Regions from separate parts of the Zea mays genome. Here region 1 is linked to region 2. A link is a contact called in public Hi-C data. All regions are on one chromosome and are shown on one strand. Each heading gives the region's core, a stretch centred on a gene start, on an enhancer-like site or on the middle of the called end of the contact. The rest is flanking DNA. Distances are from core to core; before and after follow the strand shown.

Region 1 (5,728 bases), core at 822-3,321, 210 kb after region 2:
TGGTCGTCGTAGCAGGTCCATGCATGAGAGGTCAACGATGGTCATGAGTGAGCTGGTAAGTTGATGGGCATCCATCGTCGTCGTCATCATCGTCGTCAATCGTCATCATCTTGTGGAGGTTTGCTTCTCCCATTCCACGGCGATGTCCTGCGCAACCTTCACAGCGTCGGAGGAAACGCCGGAGAGGCCTCTCCTGGTGAAGCCAACAGAGTAGAGCCCGGACTCCCCCTTCCAGCCGTGTGGGAACGGCACCCTTGGGTACCCTTCCTGCGTGAAGAAATCACTTCCCTGACCAGCACAAGAGAAGCCCAGTTAGATGACAGTACAAGTTCTGTTTTTCTTTTCTTTTTTAAAAACAAAAACTTCATGATATATAACAACGACAAAAAAGTATTTAGAGAGGTTAATTAGTACTGCTACCTAACGGCTTTAGAACTGTCAAACATGCATTAGAGAAATTTTTAAAAGCCCTACTTTTGTTCGGTACAAATTAAATACAATATACACGTCCCTAGCTAGTTGGTACCATAAATTTCCTCTTTACAACTTTCTTTTCCTTCGTTCAATCAAAACCCTTTAGTTTGTAAGTTGAGGTTTTCAATATTGATTACCAACCGTTAGTATATATTGTGAATGGAAAAAGAAAAGAAAAATTAAGAAAAAAAGGTGAGCCACGCACTATGGGATGTGACATGCAAGAAGTTATTAATATGATGTACAACATGTTGTTGTACCTTGAGCCACTGAGGGACGTTGCTGTGGTAGCCGGTGGCGAGTATGACCGCGTCCGCAGCGACGCGGCGGCCGTCGACGAGCTCGGCGCCGCCACGGAAGAACCTCTTGATGCCCGGCACGACCTGTATGTGGCCGGAGCGGATCCTGGCGAGGGCGCCGATGTCCAGCACGGGGGTCCTGCCCCTGGCGTTCTTGAGCTCGAGAGGGCCCCCGGCGGGGCGCCGGATGCCGAGCTTCTCCAGGTCGCCGAGGAAGAGGCGCGCGAGCAGGACGAGGACGGCGTCCACCAGCCAGAGCGGCAGGAAGCGGAGCAGGAAGACGGCGACGGAGAAGGTGGCGACGCCGAACATCTCCCGGGGCAGGACGTGCACCTTCTTGTCGAGAAAGAGAACCGATGGAGCAAGTCAGCAATAAAAGATGAAGAAAGAACGGATGGGGATGGGTCGGAGCGCTGTGCTGCGCTGCGCGTCGTTCTTCTCACCGCGTCCCTGACGACCATGGACGGGAGGGCATTGTGGTCGCAGAGGTCGAGGCAGACCTCCATGCCGGAGTTTCCGCAGCCGACGACGAGCACGCGCTTGCCGCGGTACGCCTCGCCGCACTTGTACTCGGAGACGTGGGAGACGGGGCCGGCGAAGTCCTGGGCGCCGTCGAACTCGGGCACGATGCGCTCGGCGTTCTCGCCCGTGGCGACGACGAGCCAGCGGCCGATGTACTCGGTGGAGGCGGCGCTGGCGACGTCGTCGTCGGCGAGAGCGTCGGCGGCGCGCACGCGCCAGAGCCCCGCGGCCCGGTCGTAGCGCGCGGACGTGACGGCCTGGTTGAAGCGCGGCTGGACGCCCGCGCGCTCGGCGTAGGCCTGGAGGTAGTCGACGAACTGGCGCTTGGTGGGGTACTCCGGGTAGTGGTCGGGGAAGGGCATCCCGGGGAGCTCGCAGAACTGGCGCGGCAGGTGCAGGCGGAGGCGGTCGTAGGTGCGGCGCTGCCAGAGCGACGCGATGCAGTCGGCGCGGTCGAGCACCACGCACGGAACACCGCGCGCCCGCAGGCACGCCGCCACCGACAGGCCCCCCGGCCCCGCGCCCACCACGATGGGCCCGTTCACCCACACCACCCGGCCTTCCGCAGGCGGCGGCGCTGACGATGCGTCTGCTGCCTCCATCGATGGATCGGATCACTAGTCGAGCTAGCGACGGCCGTACCACTAGTCTTTTTCCTCTCTGTATACGTCGTAGGGTAGCTTGTGTGTGGATGTGTGATGGGTCGACGATGGGAGCACGAGACGAGAGACGGATGGGCGCAACGAAGTGGAAGAGCAAGGGAGAGGAGGAAGATGCAATGCAATGGGCGGGTTGTGTACTTGTGTAGGAGGAGGGGTTGCACTCATGGGGCTTAAATAGGGGAGAGGGGAGGGGAGGGACGGGCCTGGCTCTGCAGACTGCAGGAACCAACGGACGGCGATATCGATGTGGATGGGGAGGAAGGAAGTTGACATGCGGGCCGGGCTGGGGTAGCCAGCCACTGGCCACGCGGACAGTGGCCGATTAAATTCCCGCCACGCCAAAGCAGCCGAATCTGGTTCTCTCTTCTGCTCTGCTGCAGCTCATTTTACTAGAGTCTAGAATAGCAAAGAAAAGCATGGCATGCGCGTGCCTTTAGTTTCCCCTAACTTCTCCGATCCGTGTACTAGGGCGGTAGGAGTAGAAAATCGTGAGGGGTTAAAATTAACATGCATCGAGGAGGACCATGCTAGAGCTCTATAGAGATAGCTAGTAGTACGTACCTAACAGGCCGGACAGACGTACACATACTTATTGTCACTATTGCATTTAGCAACCACCAATACCTAGCGCGATCGATAGGGGGCAGGGTGCCGGTCGATTGGATATGCAACATTCACTTGGCTACCGTGCTGAGCTCTCTGCACCCATACTATATATAAGAGCAAGTTTAATAATATAATCGAATGCTGGCTGTAAAAATCCTTGCAGCATGCTATTTAGCTTACTCGTTTAGTGGTTAACTCTTCACTATTAACATAGAGCCTCACATGTCTCAAAGCTTCTTGGTTCTTGTGTATATAAGCCGACTGTAAGTTTATACGTACCCCGCTTCTCCTCTATTCTCTCTTCTTACTTCTTCACCGCCTCAGCACATTTAGCAAACTTATAATCTCTTATTATACTTTGTCTAAGCAAGATCAATTTGGTTGCAACATCTGACCGTTGTACAACAACCTATAGTGTTGCAACAAGATTGGTCCTACACACACATAACATGTACATGAAGCCAAACTATGATTCCATCCTACTCTTACGTGCTCATGCATGTGTATGTGGCACACCTGCGCTGCCTCCATCCGATCGATCCTGTACGTGGGTGCTAGCTAAATGCATGTTGCCGTACGGAAGTGTTCGAGCTAGGCTGCAGCCTCACCAACTGCGTGTCGATCGATCGTATTCGGGGCCGGTCCTAGTATTTTGGGCCCTCAGCAACAGCTAAATATGAAGGCCTACTTCATATTCATATATATGTCTATGTGTGTATATACTTATATATAGAAACTTATGGACACATAATTGTTGATCTCAAATAGGTTTTCAATAATTTTAGTTTTAAAGTGCTTTTTTCCGACAAATGGAACATGAAGACAATAAATAGTTGATATTCAACCGAGACATTAGGATAACAAAATCCACCTCTTTAACATGCATGCTCGACAATACTCTATACGAAAATCTCTTACAATAGCCTCTTATTAATCACTTGTTGCGCGGTGGCTGGATCGGGTGTTTGGATTAGTTTTAAATCGCGTATATATTGCTCAAGACGAGTTTTTATTGTTTTTTTTCTAATTCATTTGATTATTATGATGACCTTGCACAATTAGCTATTAAGTGTCTTGTTGTAAGAGTAGTGGGCACGCATGTCTATTGTTAGTGTTCATGCATGAGGGCGTATGTAGCTAGCTAGTAGACATATATATTTTATTATTATTTTAACAACACTACTTATTATTAGCGTGTACATTTAGCTTTGACGACCAAACTGGATCGGCCGGCCGGCTATATAGAAGCGTATGCATGTCTTGTAGCGAATACCAACTTGTCAATGGAGACGGTATGGACTACGTACGCGGAGCATGTGCAAGCAGTAGTGTACGTTGCGTCGCATTTGCATGGGCGGCCAGCACCGGTCACGTACGCCTGTGTGCATGTGGATGCCGGGTGTGTGTTTTAGTATAGTATTCTTGACTTGCTGGGGCGCGCGGGGTGGTGACTTGTGAATCTGCTTGTTCCTTCGTTAACACACTGTTCATATTCATTCCCACCAGGCCAGCGCGCTAATTAGAAACTGGGAGATGAGGAGGAATTAAATTAAAGCCACTCCACACTCCGACGTCCAGGGAAAAATATTAGTATATGTATAAACACGTTGTCATCGCTAGCAGCTCTCGCGATCATTATTTGGATCAGCATGCGCGCGGTCGTTGCTAGCTAGCAGCCAGGAGCTGTGTAGCATGCACGCGCAAGCTAAGCGTGTGTGCAGTGTGCTGATCTTTGCATCGGCGGTAGTGTGGTCCGTGCCACTCGTAGGGTTTATTTGAGAGCAAGATATCGATGTAAATTCGAGAAGCTAAAACTTTTCCTTGCTATTTAAAATAGTAAGATGATTTTAGCCCCCTCCAATCCTCTTCAGTATGTTGCTATCCATAATGCTGCAATTACTTTAAGGGTTTGTTTGCTTTGAGGTGGATTGAAGGGGTTGTGGTTGATTGAGAGGGGGTTGTGGTGGATTGATAATACTGGAATTCGGCTCTTTGCCGAGTGCTCATCGCTTTGTCGAGTGTAATTTATCGGCCACTCGGCAAAGCATGCTTTAACGAGTGCTACTCTCGGCGAAATAAGACACTCGGCACAGACCTAAGTTGCCAAGTGACTAGACCATAGCACTCGACAAAAAAAAGGCACACCTAGAAACCGGTAAAGCTTTTTTGCGAAGTGCTGTGGCAGGACACTTAGCACTGAAGCAACGTTTGTCGAGTACCTCCTCATACACTTAGCAAAGGAACCGGCAAAACGGGCTATAGGGGGCTTCTTTACCGAGTGCCGGTACAGAAAGACACTCGGCAAAGAGTGAGACTTTGCCGAATGTCACGACAGCTCTCGGCAAAGGCTCCGTCACCGTCACCTGACATCTTGATGACGACTTTTTTTTGCTGAGAACCAAGTGACGCTCGGTAAAGTCTTTGCCGAGTGCCCCATAAAAATGTCCGGCAAAGAAACCGTTGCCGATGTACAGTTCACCAATACTTCTTTGCCTAGTGTTACACTCGATAAAACAGCTGTGTCCGGTAGTGTAAATCCTGCCCTTCCAAACCCTTCAATCCACTCCAAACCGAAAAAACCCTTAGCGTTGGATCTGGCCTTTAATTTGCATAGCGGCAGCATATATGCACATATACATGTTCAGCGCCTGCATGCATTGTGTCGGTGATATATATTAGTGGGGGCCGGCCGCCTTGTTTGCATGCATGCAATTATTTACCGCTGACAACACGTCCACTGTTATACAAGTCGCACACACAGATCGACACTAGACACATACGCGTACAGCGTACTGGCGAGCTAAGCTAGAGTATAAACCTGGCCGGCCCATACGTGCATGCCCTTGGCTTTTGTTCGCATACGCCGGTGCGAACTTGGCATGGAAGCTTCCCAAACTCATAAAGTACGTATATATATACTTATTTATATGGCGAATGTAGATAGGATCTTGGTAGTCTTCCATCGACAGCCGCATATGTTTAATTAATTGCCGGCCAATATACAAAGCTCTAGCGAATGAATTCATATGCAAACACACAGTTTGAATGAATGAATGAATGAATGAATGAATGAATGAATGAATGCCTATAGCAGCAAGTCGTCCTCTCTCACGCCCTTGGCTAGCTGCTAGCCAGCAGAGTTCGTCGGCTCTCCCATCCAAGTCG
Region 2 (5,040 bases), core at 757-3,256:
CCAGCTGCATGCACACGAATTTATGATGGAAAGAATATGCAATGAAAGGAAATGAATTGCATACATAGAAACAAAAAATCGCATTTAATGTTTTATTTCCTTCATAAATATAGGATCCCTCCAACAACCATGCAGCTAAACGCATTAGAACTAGTTTATGATATATACTGATACAAATTATACTACACGGTGTAGGTATTTATGCAATTCGTTACACTGCGTAAAAAATCTGGCATGTTCTCACTGGTGGACGCATCTCCGGGTGGAGCGTAAAAACCTTAAGTTTTGAGCATAAAATCCCTCAATTATAAGCGTAAATACCGAGTCAATGTGAGAGGTTGATAGCTCTAGTAGGTTGTTATTACGATCCTATTTTTATAACAGATCCGAAAACATGGCAGTCGCATGCATGCGGTTTCTATTTTTATACAGATCCAAAAATTATGGCAAAATCTTGGGAGTTTCCATTGCATGCGCGCAAATTACGAACAACATAAATCAAGGAATTGTCTTTCCAATGTGCATGCAGTAAACTGATATACGAACTCCGTGTTCAAGCATAAAATCGTACAGTTTTTAGCGTAAATAATACATGTGGTAGGCATAAAACACAATAATTGAAAAGAAAACACAAATCGAAGGAGGTAGTGGCCGGAGGACATCGTCGATGATACAAGCACAAATGTAGGTCGTCACTCAGGCCACCCAAACTGCGCCGGATCGGAGGATGTCACGCGCGATCATCGCTGCGCGCATCTTGCGCCTTCCATGACGCCGCTCGCTCGAACCTCGCACCTCATGCATCGCCGTCTCTACTCGCACGTCGATGGGCGCCGCTTGCTCACTGGCCTTGGAAGTGCCGCCTCCTCGAGGCCTCAGAGACGCTGCCACTTGCCCGCACAAGGGCCCCGCTGTCGCTCACCCTCTGGATCGGGGAGCCACCGCCACCGACCTGGGAACCGCCGCCACTACTCCGGATCGAGGAACCTCCGCCACCGCGCGTCGAGGTCATGGAGCTGCGGCCACCGGCTGGGGGTCCACCGTCGCGCACGCTCTGGGCAACCGCCGTCGTTGCACGCGGCGTCGCTAATGATTCGGGGTGGAGCGTAAAAAACTGAACCCTAGCACTCCGGGTCCTATTTTATAGATGTCCGGATCTGGTCCGGCTCGACCGGATTGCACTGTCCGACCTGGGCTTCCTCTAGTTATTGGAAGCCCATGGCTCTTAATATATAAGCTATATATATATATGCCACTAAGATTAATGCAAAATAGGAGTTCTTGAGTGTAGAGAGCACTGACATCAAAGAGGGATGTGAATTAGGCAATCTAATTTATCTCTGATTTATGACCTCTACTTTTCTCCTAGTCAAAACGTACGCAAAGAACTAAGCTATCCTATAAGCAAATATAAGTGATGATATCTCTACAACTACAGTGAGTTAACACAACTTAGGTTCCAAACTTATCCACTAGCTTATGACTAAGCTAGAAAGGTAAAGAACATAACCAAGGTAATACAATATAAATACATAAGTTTAAAGTACATAGATATATCAACTTCCATTGACATATCGTTTTTTACAAATGTATCATGTAATAACATACTTTTTGTATTGCACAAAACCCCTATGAATATACAAACTCATACCACAAGTTTGGAGATGAATTTAAATTCTTTTCTTTTTAAACATGTATTTCCATAGTTTTCCTAAATAGAGAAACAGAGGAAAGTATTTTGTATAAAAATCCTGAAAATAAAATGAGTCCAAACTTTGCTAAAGTGTTTCTGTATGTTATTTTGATCTTATGGAAAAATAAGCAATTTGGAGTTTATTTAGTTTGAATTTAAAAGTAAACATAAATTCCAATTCTGATAATGAAAAGAACAAAATAGTGCAAACCAGGCGGCCCAGCCGAATTCATCCAACAAGCCACACACGTCCACATTCTCACTCTCCCTCTCTCTCACAGACAACTAGGCCCTGCTTGTCGGCGTCCACCCACATGCACCGAGTCGAGTCATAGATGCCCGGGTCCCACCTATCATCCCCGACCTCTGGCTCTCCCTCTGTTCACCGATGAACAGACCGCCGCCAATCTTGCTCCTGCAAGACCAGAGCTCCACTCTCGCGCCCATCATTCAGTACCAAAGACCTCGCACCTCCACGCTGGCCCTAGTCACCCCATTTCCTCCCTAGATGCCCACTCCATAACCTTAACCGGTTTCACCATCATTCAAATGGTGGCCTCGACTGCACTTCCCTTATCGTTGATCCCTCTACATAATCAATAGTCCAGAGTTATAAAACTCAGGCCCCTACACGCCATGCTCACCTCAATTCAAGGTCCCAGTGGCCTGAGCCCTTGCCTGTGCTACTAGTGCTATTGTCGCGACCCTTGAAGTTCCCTAGAGACGTTCCACTTTCACCTGAGCCATTTCTACCACGACTCTAGTGCCACAAGCTTCACTGGTGCTCAGGACGTCCACACATGCCTTGGGGTGAACTCTACTAGCTCCCACACCTCGGACCATGGTGCTCCTGACCTCGTCGTGCCCTTAGGCATTGAATAAGTTGTTGAGTCCAATACCTGCAAAAGTTATAAGAGAGATTACCAAGTCTTAGGGACTTAGCTTGTGTGCATTCATGAAGGGACTTACAATGTTAAGATGTTAGCAAAGCCATGTAGGTGATAGGATTTACAATGTTAAGACATCAGCAGAGCGTGTAGGTGATACTGGCGTCCTCCTAGAGGGATTGTTGTTTAGGATCTTATAGACATGGCTTTTATTGACCTGATAATGGGCTTTCAATGTGCAGGGAACTGTAGAACCATATAGGTGATACTTCCACCCTCCTCATAGGGACCTTAAGTACACCCCTTTGTGTTTAGGAAACATTTTAGCGGTTGATCAGTCCCCACTACACGAAAACGTTTAAAGGACGTCAGCCAGGAACCAACGTTCTTGCTATAATAGGGCAATGTACTTACCTTATGTATGACGGTTAACTGACGTACTTAGCTGACGTACTAAAGCAACTAAGTACATCGATCTAGGGTACCCAATGTACAGTAAGGCATTAAGTACGCCGTTTTAACCAATCGACGTACTTAAGAGCATGCCATGTGGCACCTACCACGGGCTTCCTCAGTTAGGCATGTGGCTTTAAATACATCGGCGAACGAGACATTCTTACATGTTGAGTACATCGTCCATGCTGGCCGACGTTCTTAATCAGGCCACATGGCGTTTCCAACGGTTCTACTGGCCACACCACGTGGAACTAAGAACGTTAGCCCGTCGCCGTTGTTAGATGATGTGGCAGTAAGTACTTCAGTTTAACCGACATTATTATATGATTTTAAAAAACATATAAAACATGTTATAGCTCCCTCCCCGGATGGGAAACCTCTAGAAATGGTTCTATATTTTTCAAACCTGCATCATCAGATACATACAATATCTCAAATAACAAAATAGTCCAAACATCACATACATCATCACATACAATCCAAACAAAGATCCGCCAATTCAGAGAAGAGGGATTCGTTCTATTCTCGCAACATCCATTAGCCAAGTGCCCAATTCGTACAGTCCAATCCTGGCTTGTCAAAGAAGAAATTTGTTGAGTGAATCGGATCAATGGTAGAAGTGCCAGGTGCTAGTGCTCAACCCAAAAGACAGGTGCTGAGTTGAAGAATAAGCCAGGAACAGAGGAAGCAAAGAAAGCGGATGCAAAAGAAAACAGATTTTGTAGTCGTCCTAACGCGCAACGCCGCTAAAGGCTAGTGCGCTCAAAGTATAAGTACAAGTGTAGTGCATCCGTTGCTACTGACTACCCTTCATGGGCAACACAATTAGTTTAGTTATGAGTTATGCCCTTTTTTATCGATCAAGAAATTAGAGAAATGATTTATATCTCTATTGGGCTGGGCCATTGAGAATGATCAATAGTATTCTACTCCGGTATCAGGAACGTAAGAACTTCCCGATGTAAGGAAATCACTCCGATCACTGGGCGCCTGGGCTAATTGAATGGGGCATATGATCCATACGCTCGCTAAGATGAATTTGTCACATTTCTTTATGAGATTTTTGATAGTGTATTTGTATTTCTATTCCACAAATCCACACGACACAAGTCCACAAGTCCAAACACCACGTATCCACAAATCCACAAGCCCACAAGGCCACTCACATATGAATCATATAAGGCCAAACATCACTCTTGAGGTGGCTCGTGGGGATGCACATCGCTTGGGTTAAGGAACCAGTCGACGAAGTTCATGGCATCGTCTGATCTAGGATGCGAACCTGAACCAAGAGATATAATACATGTATTACTATATTTTCCATATGTAAAGCTCTAAGTACTCAAAATAGATACATTACATATCGGGAAATGTAGCCTACCTAGACACTTCAGCCGGACCAAATGCCATATGCCAATAGATCATGAATTGACCATAGATATGTGGCTCATAGTTTAAATTGACAATTTAGATGTCTATAATAAGCCTCCACTCCAGCCACAACACTTTCATCTCTTCAATCAATGGTTGCATAAATACATTGATTTTTGTTAATAGATCCTTAGAGCCAAAAACAACTAGAGCAATAAACGTGACCCCTTATTTCGTGCATTTGCTAGGAGGTAGATTGCAGGGCATCATCAAAACTGGCCAATGAGTACGGAGTGGAACTTCTGCTGAAAGGAGTGAATCTGTCCATCGACAAACCAAGATGAACACTTCTAGGGTCGCTTGCAAATTCTAGATAAAAAAGGTCTAGTGCCTGCCATGCCTCGCTATCGGGATCTTGGTACTAATGATCCCCTTCCTTAAGCCACCTCATTTGCTTCACTGTCTCCTGATTTAGAAACAACCATTTAAGTTGTGGATTAATATGCATGTACCAGAGCTGCTTGATCAGGACTTTTGTAGTAACATCAGTCCCATCCTCATCCACCACCACTACAAACCTTGACTTACTTTAGTGTAAGCAATAGATGTCATTCTCATGGTCCTTGTAGAAAA

What was found. A called contact is a pair of places that touch in the nucleus more often than the background predicts.
Region 1: a contact with region 2 is called in a Hi-C map of tassel, with 2.0 times the contacts expected there. The contact joins the promoter of LOC100281459 here to the enhancer-like site in region 2. A contact is called at or near these places in 2 of 25 Hi-C or Micro-C datasets (ear and tassel).

The regions. Positions count from the first base shown.
Region 1 is chr7:39,947,856-39,953,583 of Zm-B73-REFERENCE-NAM-5.0, forward strand. It overlaps LOC100281459, which reads right to left and starts at 2,072. Exons shown (of 3, transcript NM_001368017.1): 1 at 1,217-2,072; 2 at 735-1,106; 3 at 1-288. The coding sequence starts at 1,897. The coding sequence ends at 106.
Region 2 is chr7:39,739,730-39,744,769 of Zm-B73-REFERENCE-NAM-5.0, forward strand. No RefSeq gene overlaps it. Among protein-coding and RNA genes, the nearest start is that of LOC103632266, 92 kb to the left of the region's middle. Within about 2 kb of position 2,007, at least 13 of the 20 cell types and tissues checked have an H3K27ac peak or open chromatin away from gene starts, as enhancers often do. A contact at or near this core is called in ear and tassel, where this site is marked.